Linked DNA regions of Mus musculus: regions 1 and 2 are each linked to region 3. Evidence: chromatin contacts called from public HiChIP or PLAC-seq data. All regions are on one chromosome and are shown on one strand. The core of a region is the stretch at or near the end of the contact, and the rest is flanking DNA. Distances in the headings are between cores, read along the strand shown.

Evidence for each region. HiChIP or PLAC-seq counts read pairs in DNA pulled down with a chosen protein or histone mark.
Region 1: a contact with region 3 is called in an H3K4me3 HiChIP or PLAC-seq map of embryonic basal ganglia, with 3 times the contacts expected there. The contact joins two enhancer-like sites. A contact is called at or near these places in 4 of 115 datasets of contacts at active chromatin or transcription factors (a beta-TC-6 cell line, embryonic basal ganglia, embryonic forebrain and 1 more) and 2 of 9 other capture datasets (embryonic tail and embryonic trunk).
Region 2: an H3K4me3 HiChIP or PLAC-seq map of embryonic basal ganglia shows a contact between it and region 3, with 4 times the contacts expected there. The contact joins two enhancer-like sites. A contact is called at or near these places in 2 of 115 datasets of contacts at active chromatin or transcription factors (embryonic basal ganglia and embryonic stem cells) and 3 of 9 other capture datasets (embryonic tail, embryonic trunk and pancreatic islet).

Annotation. Positions count from the first base shown.
Region 1 is chr2:22,643,076-22,647,892 of GRCm38.p6, forward strand. The region is part of intron 7 of Gad2 (glutamic acid decarboxylase 2); the gene reads left to right. Among named protein-coding and RNA genes, the nearest start is that of Mir3967, 8.8 kb to the right of the region's middle. Within about 2 kb of position 3,291, at least 10 of the 459 cell types and tissues checked have an H3K27ac peak or open chromatin away from gene starts, as enhancers often do. A contact at or near this core is called in embryonic basal ganglia and embryonic forebrain, where this site is marked.
Region 2 is chr2:22,586,344-22,591,164 of GRCm38.p6, forward strand. All of the region lies in intron 30 of Myo3a (myosin IIIA), which reads left to right. Among named protein-coding and RNA genes, the nearest start is that of Gad2, 34 kb to the right of the region's middle. Within about 2 kb of position 2,913, at least 11 of the 459 cell types and tissues checked have an H3K27ac peak or open chromatin away from gene starts, as enhancers often do. A contact at or near this core is called in embryonic basal ganglia, where this site is marked.
Region 3 is chr2:22,290,585-22,295,477 of GRCm38.p6, forward strand. It overlaps Myo3a (myosin IIIA), which reads left to right. Exons shown (of 34, transcript NM_148413.3): 7 at 1,222-1,367; 8 at 3,889-3,954. Among named protein-coding and RNA genes, the nearest start is that of Myo3a, 66 kb to the left of the region's middle. Within about 2 kb of position 3,192, at least 17 of the 459 cell types and tissues checked have an H3K27ac peak or open chromatin away from gene starts, as enhancers often do. A contact at or near this core is called in embryonic basal ganglia and embryonic forebrain, where this site is marked.

The DNA.
Region 1 (4,817 bases), core at 2,041-4,540, 350 kb after region 3:
GGGAGATGGCACAGTCAGTAGTGCTCCCTATGAAAACTTGAGAAGCTGAGTTTAATCCCCCAGAGCCAGTAATAAAGCCATGTACGCCTGTGTGCATTCATCATCCCCATGCTGGAAAAGTAGAGAGAGTTAAAATGTTAGGGTTTATTGGCCAGAGCAGCCAGCTAGCCAATCAGGGCAGCCAGCTAGCCAGTCAGGACAGCCAGCTAGCCAATCAGGGCAGCCAGCCAGCCAATCAGGGCAGCCAGCTAGCCAGTCAGTGAGTTCTAGGTTCTGAGAGAGATCCTATCTCAAACATAAAGTGGAAATTGGTTGAAGGAAACACTCAATATTGACTCTGTGTGTGTGTGCGTGTGTGCTCGCGCACATATGTGTCTCGCTATCTGTGTACATGTATATGTCTCTGTGTGTATGTGTGTGCATGTGTGTGTTTCTGTGTATGTGTGTGCATGTGTGTGTGTGCAAGTGTGTGTCTCTGTATGTGTGTGAGCATGTGTCTTGTGTGTGTGTGTGTGTGTGTGAGTATGTGCATGTGTGTGTGTGTGTGTGTGTGTGTGTGTGTGAGAGAGAGAGAGAGAGAGAGAGAGAGAGAGAGAGAGAACATGTGCCTGTGTGTATGTGTGTGCTTGCCCACAGTTTTCCTGCTCTCTCTCACTGTCTCTGTGGTAATCATTGTCCCACACATTTCCTTCCACTTGTGCTGTGCCCTCCTTTAAAACCTCTTTTCCAGTCTAGGTTCCTTATTCACTCTCATTTGTACACAAGTATCTGACAGTTAGAAGCTAGGATCTGCACGTGAGAGAGAGTTTTGTTCTTATGAGCCTAAGTAACCTCACTCAATATGTTTTCCAATTCTATCCATTTTCTTGGAATTTTCATAACTTCATTATACCTTAATGCAAATCCATTGTACATATATTAACCACATTTTCACTATCCTCCATCATGTGACAGACATCTTCCATAACTATGCTTCCTGGCTACTGTATTAAGAGCTGTATTAAACATGGATGTGCATCTGTCTCTGTAGTGTCCTTTAGGTATCTGCCTCGGAGTGGTACAGCTGGGGCATGTGACAACTCTGCTCAGTTTTGTGAGAAGTCTTTACATTGCTTGTCACAGTGGGACACTAGTTCACACTGCTACCAGCAATGTGCAGTGACTCCCCTTTCCCCAGATCTCCTGTGAGGGCTATGCCAGTGTTTGTTGACATTTGCTCTCTTGACTGTCATCATTCTAACTGGGGCGAGTCAGAATCCCAAAGTAGTTTGACTTTGCATTTCTCTAATTCCTAGAGATGTTGTGAACATTTAGAAAATACTTATTTTCTATGTGCCTTTCTTTCTTTGATTACTGTCTGTTCCATTTCTAGCTCATTTGTTACTCTTTGATTGCTGTCTGTTCATTATTGGCAGTTGAGGGTTTGAGGTGTTTAATTTTTTTGGTTCATTATACACTCCAGATATTAACCTCTTGTCTGAAGTAGAGCTGACAAAGGTTTTCTTCCATCCTATTGGCTGTCAGCTCATTCTGCTGAGAGCTTCTTCTGCTGTGCAGAAACTTCTCATTTCATGAACCCCACCCCCACCCCGTTTGTCACTTTTGGGTCCTGTTACTGTGTCACTGTGGCTCAGAAACTGATGCCTGTCATTTTGTCTTGAAGTATTTTCTTCTAGCAGTTTTCAACATTTCTATATGAAAAATACAGAAATGAAACTTTCTATCAAACTGAAATTTTGGTTTAGTTTGAAATAAAACCAAATGGGTTCAATATCTGTTACTCATGAATAGCAATATGACTTAATCTTAAATGAGCACTGACCTCTGTCAAAGTTTCAATATATTTTCTAAATCAGGAAAGTGGAATGTGCCCATTGATGAGCAATAGAATATTATGCTAATCTTCATTATTGAGAAACAAATTTTATTCCTTGAAACTTCCAAATTTGTTCATAATTTTGCCTTCTGAAGCCACCCAGAATAATGTATCCTTTCCAGCCCCATATTGGGATAACAATTCCTACATGACCACTGCCTGCTACTGTGCTGTTGACAAGCATCTGCTAAGTTCTCCCTAGACAATTTTCCACCCAGAATCCTCAGCATCTAGGAAGGAACTTGTCTTTTAAATGCTATTCTCCTCTGGTTTATACACAAATGGTTCCACTATGAGATACAAACATTAAAAGCAATTGTCTTATATTGTCTCATACATAGAAAGGCATCCCATTCAACTGATCTCTGCTCTTTTTTCTTGTTAAATGTCTTTGTGACCCTCAACTTCCTTCCTCCCCATGGATGCCTTACTATTGTAGGTACTGCTTAGCTATATGCCTCTGTTCCTTTTTCCTGAAAATACAAATACTGCCTGGTGCCTAATTTTCTTCTCTCATGCCTTATATCTACTTTGTTCCTATGTTTAAACTCTCTATTGAGGCATGTAGGGTTCCTTAAATCTGTGGCATTCTTACAGCAATCAATTATCCTTTGTAATTACTCCTCAATTACACATCCCTGTTCTTTCTCGTTAAAGACCAGACAAGAATGTGCCTATCATGGGCAGGTGCAGCAGATCTCTTACTTAGCTGCAATTTGCCAGTCTGCAGATCAGGACTTCTCAGCACATTTACTGAGGGACACAATTTGAGGTATTTGTGCTTTTTCAGCAAAGACAGCTGGTCTCTCTGCTCTAAGCCCTTCTAGCAATAAAGGACTGAACACTGCTTTCCTCTGAACTTCTACTCCGGGTTTCCTAGTATCTGCCAAATACAAAGAACATTGGTTTGTGATTGAAAAGGTGGAAAGGGGACAGGTGTCATACATCTTTAAAATCCCTGGCCTCACTGAGTTTTTTTCTCCTAGCTCCCAGGTAGCTTAGAGTCAGGTATCTACTTAGTCATTCTGAGGTTGTAAAATGAATCTAATGGCCCTTTCTGGTTACTTCTAGCTACATTGAGGTTTTAGAACTTAGCCCTTCGGTGTGTCCCCTTTATTGGTTGATATTATTTGTTGCTGTTACAAACATGATTTTCTGCTGTATTAGACAGTTTCCCTAAAAATATGTTACAAGTTCATGTACTGCATACTTAAATTTTCAGATGAATGGTGAGTGGGCATTTGAGAAAAGCATGCCTCTTTAGAAGCATAATTTAAAATTCTACTCAGCAGCCCTTTGGAGATGGAAATTGAGGGAGCTGCTCTCCTTTTGGACAGCTTAATGATCTGTAGTTAATAGTAAGAGACTGATGGGCAGATGCAATACAGCTGGGCTTAGGTTAGTCTTTCTCAGCTCTCCAAATGTCACAGTGATTACAGCAATCAAAACCCGGAATTCAGACTGGAAGTAAAAGCACAAAGAGTGTGCAGTGGGCTGTCAATATGACCCACCTGCTTGGCCCCTGTATGACCAGTTCCACCTCCTAGAACTCCAGAGGAAGAAAGCTGGACTTAGAATCAACTTCCCTTCATATGTGATGCATACAATGTCACTAAATTTATGAGAAACTAAGTATAGTTTCTTGAAACTATACAGGGGAACATAAGTGGAGAAAGGAGGCATCTCAAGGTGTGTGTGTGTGTGTGTGTGTGTGTGTGTGTGTGTGTGTGTGTGTGTGTGTGTTGGGGGGTAATAGAATTCATGTGATGTGAAAGGAGATCATTGGAAAAGGAAGGGAAACAACCAGAGGGGAACAGAAGGCAGGAGAGAGGACTAGAAGAGATGGATCAAGGAAAACAAAATACCCATGAGAATGTCATAGTGAAACTTATTAGTTTCTATGCTAATAAAAAAAATCAGAAGAAAACAAGGAAGGGAGGAAGGAAGGAAGGAAGGAAGGAAGGAAGGAAGGAAGGAAGGAAGGAAGGGAGAGAGGGAGGGAGGAAGGAAGGAGGAAGGAAGGAAGGAAGGAAGGAAGGAAGGAAGGAAGGAAAGAAGGAAGAAAGGAAAGAAGGAAGGAAGGAAAGAAGGAAGGAAGGAGTAAAGGCAAGCAACCTTTCAGGAGCAAATTGTAAGTTTGAGAATATTGTGGTACACTGTTACTGGAGTCAGTTGCTGAGTGTTTGTGAAAAGCTAGTTTAGGGCTGGGGTATTAACTAGCTCAGTGGGTAAAACATACTGAGTTCTGAACTCCAGAACTCACATAAAAAGCATATGCTCACAGTGTCTCTAGTCTCTGTCCCTCCTGAGAAATGGAAAATGTAAACATGAGAGAAGTATCCAAGGCTAGGGGACAAAGATTAGCTTGGCTTATAGGTAGAAAGTGAAGACCGATATCCACAGTTGTCCTCTAACCTCCACATGCGTGCTGAAGTATGCACATACCATTATTCTCTCTCTCTCTCTCTCTCTCTCTCTCTCTCTCTCTCTCTCTCTCTCTCTCAAGCACACACTCATACATGCAGCACACACACAGAGAAAGAGAGACTGGTTCAGAATTACTTTGTGCTGGAACCTCACATCCACCAACAATTCTCAATATGTTTTTATAGTTCCTCAAGAAACTCATGTGAATTCAATGAAAATAACAATAATAACTAAACCAACTCCATTCAAAAATAACCAAAGTACTTTAATAAACATTTCACAGAAGAAAATGTATAGAGGGTCAAGAAGCACATGAAGAGAGTCTAGGCCAGTCAGTAGAGAGCACACATCAAAAGCACGAAGTGTTACCATCATGTCTACTAGAAGACTGTCCTCAAGAGCCAGAAAAATACAAGCCAACTTCAGGAGGCTAAGACAATAGAATCACTTGAACTCAAAGAATCAAGCATAGCCCGGGCAACACAGAAAGATCCTGTCTCCAAAACAAGCAGAA
Region 2 (4,821 bases), core at 1,663-4,162, 300 kb after region 3:
AAATCAACTAAGTAGTAACAAAAAGAATTAGTCAAAGAATCAACCAAACCAGGAGCTGGTTCTTTCAGAAAATCAACAAGATAGATAAACCCTTAGCCAGACTCTTGTCTCTAGCTGCATATATAGCAGAAGATGGCCTACTCAGCCATCATTGGAAAAAGAGGCCCCTTGGTCTTGCAAACTTTATATGCCCCAGTACTGGCAAAAGCCAGGGCCAAGAAATGGGAGTGGGTGGGTAGGGGAGCAGGGTGGGAGGAGGGAATAGGGGACTTTGGGGATAGCAATTGAAATGTAAATGAAGAAAATATCTAATAAAGTTTGAAAAAAAAAGAAATCAAAGAAGAACTTAGAAGATGGAAAGATCCTCCATGCTCATGGATTAGTAGGATTGATATAGTAAAAATGACCATTGCCTAATGCAATCTACAGACACAATGCAATCTTCATCAAAATCCAACTCAATTCTTCATAGTTAGAAAGAGCAAATTCATTTGGAATAACAAAAATCCCAGGATAGCTAAAACTATTCTCAACAATAAAAGACCTTCTCGAGGAATCACCATCCCTGATATCAAACTGTATTACAGAACAATAGTGATAAAAACGGTATGGTATTGGTACAGAGACAGGCAGGGAGACCAATGGAGTAGAAATGAAGGTCCAGAAATGAACTCACACACCTATGGTCCCTTGATGTTTGACAAAGGAGCTAAAACCATCCAGTGGAAAAGAGACATTTTTAGCAAATGGTGCTGGTTCAACTGTGGGTCACCATGTAGAAGAATGCACATCAATCAATCCATTCTTATCTCCTTGTACAAAGCTCCAAGTGGATCAAGGACCTCCATGTAAAATCAGAAACACTGAAACTAATAGAAAAGGAAGTGGGGAAGAGCCTCAAGAACATGGGCACGGGGCAGAAGTTCCTGAACAGAACATTAAATAAATTAAATTATTGAAGCAGATCAGTTTTCGAAATATTTTAGTGGAACCATTTCTAGGACAATGGGTATAAAGCTATGGTTGGATCCACAAATCTCAGAGCATTGGCCATAGAATAACCCTGGTCGGTTTGATGTTACTGTTGCTTGATTTAGTCGGCCTGGGATAGCATCAGTTTTAAGTCCTAGTGAGGGGATGGCTCATGAGTGGAGAACATCTTCAGATGAGATTAATATACGGATTGGCAGAACGACTCGGTTATCAACTTCTAGTAGTCGTAGTTCACCAGGTTTTAGGTCGTTTGTTGGGATTATATATGAATCAAAGCATAGGTCTTCATAGTCAGTATATTCGTAGCTTCAGTATCATTGGTGCCCTATGGTTTTCACGGTTAATACGGGGTTGTTGATTTCGTCTATTATGTATAGAATGCGTAGAGAGGGGAGGGCAATTATGATAAGGATTACAGCTGGTAGAATAGTTCAAATGGTTTCAACTTCTTGTGCATCTATTGTGCTTGTATGTGTTAGTTTTGTTGTTAATATTAGCGAGATGATATAGAGGACTAAGGAGCTAATTAGGAAAACAATTATTAGTGTGTGATCATGGAAATTTATTAGTTCTTCTATAATAGGGGATGTGGCGTCTTGTAAACCAAGTTGGAATGGGTAGGCCATATAAGATATATAGATTATTGATCTATAATTTAACTTTGACAAAGTTATGTAATTGATTTTACTAATATCTTATTGAGAAAGACATATAGGATATGAGATTGGCTTGAAACCAATTTTAGGGGGTTCGATTCCTTCCTTTCTTATTTTACTTTTACATAGGTTGGTTCCTCGAATGTGTGGTATGGTGGAGGGCAGCCATGAAGTCATTCTAAATTTGTTGAGGCATATGATACTGATATTACTTCTCGTTTTGAAGCAAAGGCCTCTCAAATTATAAAGATCATGATGAGAACAGCTGTTAGTGAAATAAATGATCCTATAGAAGAGACAGTGTTTCATGTAGTGTAAGCAGCTGGGTAGTCTGAGTAGCGTCGTGGTATTCCTGAAAGGCCTAGGAAATGTTGAGGGAAGAATGTTATGTTTACCCCTACGAACATGATGGCGAAGTGGGCTTTTGCTCATGTGTCATCTAGGGTAAAGCCTGAAAATAATGGGAATCAGTGAATGAATCCTGCTATGATAGCAAACACTGCTCCCATTGATAGAACATAATGGAAATGGGCTACTACATAGTATGTATCGTGAAGCACGATGTCAAGGGATGAGTTGGATAGAACAATTCCGGTTAGGCCACCAACTGTAAATAAGAAAATAAAGCCTAAAGCTCATAGTATAGCTGGAGATCATTTAATATTTCCTCCGTGTAGGGTTGCAAGTCAGCTAAATACTTTGACACCGGTAGGAATTGCGATAATTATAGTGGCTGATGTAAAGTAAGCTCATGTGTCTACATCCAATCCTACTGTGAATATGTGGTGGGCTCATACAATAAAGCCTAGGAAGCCAATGGACATTATTGCTCATACTATTCCTATATAGCCGAAAGGTTCTTTTTTTCCGGAGTAGTAAGTAACTACATGTGAAATAATTCCAAATCCTGGGAGGATAAGAATATAAACTTCTGGATGTCCAAAGAATCAGAACAGGTGTTGGTAGAGAATTGGGTCCCCTCCTCCAGCGGGATCAAAGAAAGTTGTGTTTAGGTTGCGGTCTGTTAGTAGTATAGTAATGCCTGCGGCTAGTACTGGTAGTGATAATAGGAGAAGTACGGCTGTAATAAGTACGGATCAGACAAATAGTGGAGTTTGATATTGTGTTATGGCTGGAGGTTTCATGTTGATAATGGTGGTAATAAAATTAATTGCACCTAAAATAGACGACACCCCAGCTAAATGAAGGGAGAAAATTGTTAGGTCTACTGATGCTCCTGCATGGGCTAGATTTCCGGCTAGAGGTGGGTAGACTGTTCATCCTGTTCCTGCTCCTGCTTCTACTATTGATGATGCTAGGAGAAGGAGAAATGATGGTGGTAAGAGTCAAAAACTTATATTATTTATTCGTGGGAATGCTATATCTGGGGCTCCGATTATTAGTGGGACAAGTCAGTTTCCAAAGCCTCCGATTATTATTGGTATTACTATGAAGAAAATTATAACAAAAACATGGGCAGTTACGATAACATTGTAAATTTGGTCATCTCCTAAAAGTGCACCTGGTTGACCTAATTCTGCTCGAATTAAAATACTTAGTGCAGTACCTACTATTCCCGCTCAGGCTCCGAATAGCAGATATAGGGTTCCGATATCTTTGTGATTGGTTGAGAATAATCAACGATTAATGAACATAGGTAAAATGGCTGAGTAAGCATTAGACTGTAAATCTAAACACAGAGGTTTAAATCCTCTTTTTACCAGAGGTCTTAAGGTGATATTCATGTCGAATTGCAAATTCGAAGGTGTAGAGAAATCCTCTACTAAGACTTCTACCGCCATTTTTTTTTTCGGCGGTAGAAGTAGATTGAAGCCAGTAATAGGGTATTTAGCTGTTAACTAAATTTTCGTAGGTTTAATTCCTGCCAATCTAGTTGAGGTCTTAGCTTAATTAAAGCAATTGATTTGCATTCAATAGATGTGGGATGAAGTCCTACAGTCCTTATCAGAAGTTAAACTTGTGTGTTTTCTTAGGGCTTTGAAGGCTCGCGGACTAGTATATCCTAAACTTCTAGATAATTAGTTGGGGGGCTAGGGGTAGGGTTATTGTACTTATGACAGCTAGGGTGGAAAATATTAGGTTGGGTTTAGTTTTTGTTTGGTGAGTTATTATTTTTGAGTTATTGTTGGTTGGAAATATTGTTAGTGAAGTGGAATAAATTAGGCGAGTATAAAAGAATAGGTTTAGGAGGGCTATTATTGCTATGAGTGTTGCTATGATTAGACAGTTATTTTTTATAAGTTCTGTGATGATAATTCATTTTGGTAGAAATCCTGTTAGTGGTGGAAGACCTCCTAGGGATAGTAATATCAGTGAGATTATGGTTAGTATTGCTGGGGTTTTATTTCATAGAAGTGAGATTGAGTTAATGGTTATAGAGCTATTTAGTATAAGTGCTATGAATATAGGGACTGTAAGAATAATATAGATTATGAGGTTGAGTAGTGTGAGGGATGGGTTGTAAGGAAGGATTGCTAATATTCATCCTATGTGGGCAATTGATGAATAGGCTATAATTTTTATAGCCTACAGAACAACAATGGCTTATGCTCTAAGATCAACAATCAACAAATGGGACTTCATTTGTTTCTTCACTTCAGACTATCATAACAATCATGACAATCATAAAATGTATCCTGGCCCAATAATTCTTTTCAGACGCTTAGAGGCTATCCCATGATGATTAGTTATAAGACCAATGCCTAAAAACATGCTAGATTTTAAAAATTAATTAACTTATTAGTTAATTTATTTTAGGTTTTTAAAAACAAGAATTTGCTGTGCCAGCCTGGCTGCCCTGGAACTCACTCTGTAGACCAGGCTGGCCTCAAACTCAGAAATCTGCCTGCCTCTGCCTCCCCAGTGCTGGAATTAAAGCCTAGAGCCACCATTACCTGGCTCTATGCTAGTTCTTTTAAAAGCCTTTTTTTTCTAGTGGGATGAAATAATGAATGCATTATGTGTGAATTTATATTTTTTACAATGTTATCATTGTTATAGTATATAATATAATAATTTGTTGTATATTATTAACATATCAAATATATTATCACTGTATTCATAAATCAACAATATACTAATATTATTATATTAAGTGCAATTATGTGATTCTGTAGGACTCTATCTGGATAAATCACTACTATAGCATCTA
Region 3 (4,893 bases), core at 1,942-4,441:
TTTTTGTCTCTAGTAATTGCAGAAGCTATACCCATAGAGTCTCACCAGCATGACTGCCCAAACATGAGCTGAATAAGGTTAACAACAGTAGAAATGCCAAAGTGGGCGGTAGGCCCACACAGAGAACTACACAAAAAGCTACAGGCAACTAAGGAATGCTGAGAGCAAGAGAGACAGTCTTCTTCAATGAAGAGCACACCAATTGGTTATACAATACAAAACAGTGATCCCAGAAAACATACAATGAACATTTTACAGACAGAGAAGTTTGTTTTTATATACATATGTACATACGTATGTGTTTGTAAAAATAGTTAATGGAAAAGGGAGCCATGAATTTTTAAAAAAGAACAAAGTGAATTATATGAGAGGTGGTTTTGGAGAGAATAAAGGGGAGGGGAAATGGCTTAGTTATATTATAATCTCAAATTTTAAAAAATGATAATATTGGTTTTCACAATGTAAGTTGAATTTCCTTTTTGTGGTCACTGTTATCAGCGATCATTTATGGGCTTCTGTATTTGCACTTACACACTTAGAAAGGCTATAAATGAAATCAATACAATGATTTTTCTGTATAATACTATATTACAATATTACAAAACCATTTCCCTCCCCTTGTCCCTTTGACTCTGTCATTTTTGGTTAGTGGCAGTTGATTGCAGTTTTAAATTTTAGTGTGACTCAAATAAGTCATTGTCTTCTTCCATTGGTGCTTATTTTTATTGAGTTGACTTTTTTTTATTATTAATGGTTTAAGCCATTTGCACTCTTCCCAGTTTTCCTCATTTATCTCAGGGTGCTTTTGTGTTCTAATTGCAAGTAAAGTTACAAGCTATTTAACTAGACTGCCCTCCAGTTTATTTCCCTTGACTCCTTCACTATCTGTCCTCTGAGATATGCTCTCTGCTCCTGAGTATAACCTCTGCTTAGATGACTGTTGAGAGAATACACCATGGCCATTAACTGTGCATTTGATCCCATTCCAAGTAGGGCAACATTTTTTTTCCCTCTTCGCAATATAGTTTCTAAACTATTTGTTTTCATAGCAAAACTTCTGTCTGCAATCCTGCTGTGGTATTGTCTGTTCTTAGAATAAAAATACTACACGTATCATTCTTTTTTCTTCTAATTCCTGCCTTTATCTTTATTTAGCTCTCAACTTTATCAGGTTAAACACTTAGATTTCTCTCTGAGCATTTTGCTGCTTTTGTCTTCTAGGTGATTGCTTGTGAACAGCAACTAGATACCACTTACGATGCTAGATGTGACACATGGTCCCTGGGTATCACGGCTATTGAGCTTGGTGATGGAGATCCTCCACTAGCTGAGCTGCATCCCATGAGAGCACTCTTCAAAATACCAAGGTCAGGCAACCAAGATCAGCAGCCTATTTTTCCCTTCTAGGGACTGACTTCTTATCATGGAAATAGGCAGAAGTGTTCTAGAAAGTTTTAAAACTAAAGCCCCATGTAACTTAAGTTGTCCTTGAAATCATTAAGTAGCCGAAGATGACTTTGAAGATGATCTGCCTGCTTCATGTCCTTTGTGGGCTTATAGATGTACCCTACTACACTCACCTTAAGGATGTGTATAGCCTTACCTACCCTTCAACTGGCCATCTGACCATGTTACCTATAATATTTACCTGCCAACTGCACTACTTCAGCTGGATAGTTTCTCTTCTAAATATGTATTTCTCTTTTAAATATGTATTGGTAAGTTCTAGGTGTCTCAAATTTGAAAAAAAAATCCATGTTAATTATAAGTAAGATATTTTTAGAGACCATAAGAATTTTTCCTCACCCATGGATTCTAAGGAAGATACACACATTGTTATGATCATGAACACTGTGCAGCTTCAGAAGGAATACACCAGTTCAAACAGTTCCCTATGAGATTTATTGAGAGAGGGGGGGGGAGGGTCAAGGTGGCAGCAAAAAGAAAGTGGGGAAGAGAGAGAGCATTCCTCTTATATATATGGATGGTGACATGGTGACAGGTAAAGGTGGGAGGTAAGCCCAATGAATTCTGGGAATATGGTGGCCATTATCTTGGCAACAGATGTATAGGTCTCTCTACTGCCTATGTGATGTCATGGATTTCGGAGGTCCTGATACCAACACACATAGCTTGTATTGCCAGGGGTCCAGAGATAGTAGTACATAGATAGTCAATAATTACACATGCTATTAATTAAAGGTTGTGATTTCAACATGTGAAATATACCTGGAGTTGGGGATGGGGAGGTTAGACACTTTGTGTTGTAGTCCTAAAGAAATGATACCACCATGTTATACTTATTCCTGAAAGGGGATCCCTTTTTTGTGTGTAATTAAGTTTTTCTAGTAATGAAGCATTAAAAGTTGTTTAATACTTTGGAACTTCCTGTGCTAACTCTGAATTATAATACATCATTCTTTATATTTCAATGTCCAGTGTTATATAACACTGGTCTTATAAAACATGTCACTTGTATGGGGGAAACAAGATGTGTAGGAAAGAAGAAATCCTCTATATACCAAAAGCATTTCAAGAAAAATATATTTTTTCTAACTTCTATTGTCATTTATTATATAAGGTGAAACTATATATGCCTAAGTCACCTTAGTCATAGTATAAACCATCATATTTACCCTGTGTTTTCATACTTGGTGGTAAAGATGAAGGTGGTAAACAGGAAAGATGGAGAGCCCTGATTATTGTGCCTTGGTAACACTTAGTGCAACAAAGTGCATCATACTAATTATTTTTTACTGTTTCTGCTGCTAGCATGTCCTTAAAATTAAATACTGAAAATAATGGTTGTAGAAATATGTGGAAAGGGGATCTGAATAACTACAGTTCTGGGTATTATGAAATTGGCAAACTATGTTATACCCAAGGCAATTCAATCTGTAAAAGGACATTTTCAGTGGACAAGCAACAAAGTAAAATTATTGGCTGAATAACAGTAGTTTTTCAAATGCTCAAATCAGCAATCTTCATCTAGTCCACTGGACTGAAAGGTGCTTTGGTGCTCTTTGGTGTGATCCAGTTAGATGCGTAGGTGCACTTAGCTTTAATGAGTCTGTACCGACTATACATTAATTTCATTATAAGCTGTTTAAGGAGCAGTACAGGACTGAGGACAAAGCATTTCCATCCCCCTAATGAAAACAAAGAGCTGTTAGAATTAACATAAAGTGACACTTCAGCAAATTTAGCCATTATGGTTGATCAATGGTGCTTGATTACAGTCACATCAGCCTCACTGTCAAGTGACAGCCCTTTTGTGTGCACAGATGCTCGAAAAAAAAAAAAATTGCTCAGCTTAAAAAAACGAAAAGAATTAATAACAAGATCTTTTAAGCGGCATTCAGAGCACTATAGCTAATGGCATTTTCTGCTTCTTTGCTTTTGTCACATACAAGCGTGCATGCTTCCTGCCATGTTTCTCGGAACAAAAGAACAGCTCTGGAAGCTTTTGTCCCTTCCTGCTGCGGGTTGCTACCTGTTCCAGGGCACCTCTGTGCACCTGTACCTTCCTGGGGGACTTCTGTAGTACTTTTTTCCAATATTCAATATTCCTGTTCTGATAAACATTGGTATTTCCTACTAAGTGATTTCACATACAACCCAAGACGATTCTTAGGGAGGAAAAATAATAATAACAGCAAAATTGGGTTATACATTAACTGCTTTCAGAGAAACTAGGAAGCTGTCATTTTATATAAAGAATGATGAGTCGCTAATTACCGTTCTTGGAATTGGGAAATGACAGTCCTTGATGATACAGGCAGAACCTGTATCATCAAGGACTGTCAAGCAAGTCTTTGCTCTGCTTCTCCTATTTCACCATCTAACCAATGCACAGCTCCCATCCCAACCTTAATTCTTATTTTCTAGGAATCCACCCCCTAAACTCCGGCAGCCTGAGCTGTGGTCCGCAGAGTTCAATGACTTCATTAGCAAGTGAGTAACAATAGTCAGAAATACAAGTAAAAACAATACCAGCCTGCTGTGACTTTGAATGGTTTACTGTAACCACTGGCTTCTGAATCCTTCTCTTCTTTCTTATCTGGTAAGCAACTCCAGAGGTCTCCACCATTCCCACCCACACCTCATCCCCCCCCCACCCCCCCAAAAAAGAAAAAGAAAGAACAGAAAATCTGTATAATCTGCTAAGGGTTCAGTGAAATTACTTAAATAGTAACCTCTGAGTCAAGTTTTCACCTGTCTGCAGTCATGTTTCCAAGGGCTTTTTAGCATCCACCCAGGAACATGCTCACCTGCCCATCTGCCATTGCATCATTGCCAAGAGCATCTCCCACCTGCTCCCATCTAGTACCTATGCGGTCAGTGATTTAACCCTTCATTTGTCTACATCACTGACTCTCATTACAACCACAGGGATTTCATCACAGCCAGTGGCTTTAAGGATCATATTTATCAAAGGCTTTTGCATTTGAAATCCAGAGAATGATTTCACTTGCCAGCAGTTTAACAGAAGTGACTGGCCTCTCCACAATTAATTAGAAGTGGGTCAGCCATTTAGAAAAATCAGGTCCTCCAATCCTTTCACAATTTTTACTGTCTTTACCTAAATCAAAGAGGAAAAGGGGAGACTCCTGGTTGTAAATAGAAAGGAAGGATGTAATGATACGATGTGCCAAATCACTCTGCAAATGCAGACCGGGCACATTGCTGTCACTGAGGTTCCCACCAAGATACCAATGTGTTCTTCTAAAGACAGAGACTTAGATTTAAGGGTTTGTAGGGACTCAATCGGGATTGATAACTTCGTGGAAGTTTTATGTATGGTCAAGGTACCATAAGCATTTACTGTGCATGCCATTCTATCATTTCTCAAGTCTCTTGGGGAAATCATCGATATGACAGGGATTTCCCAAA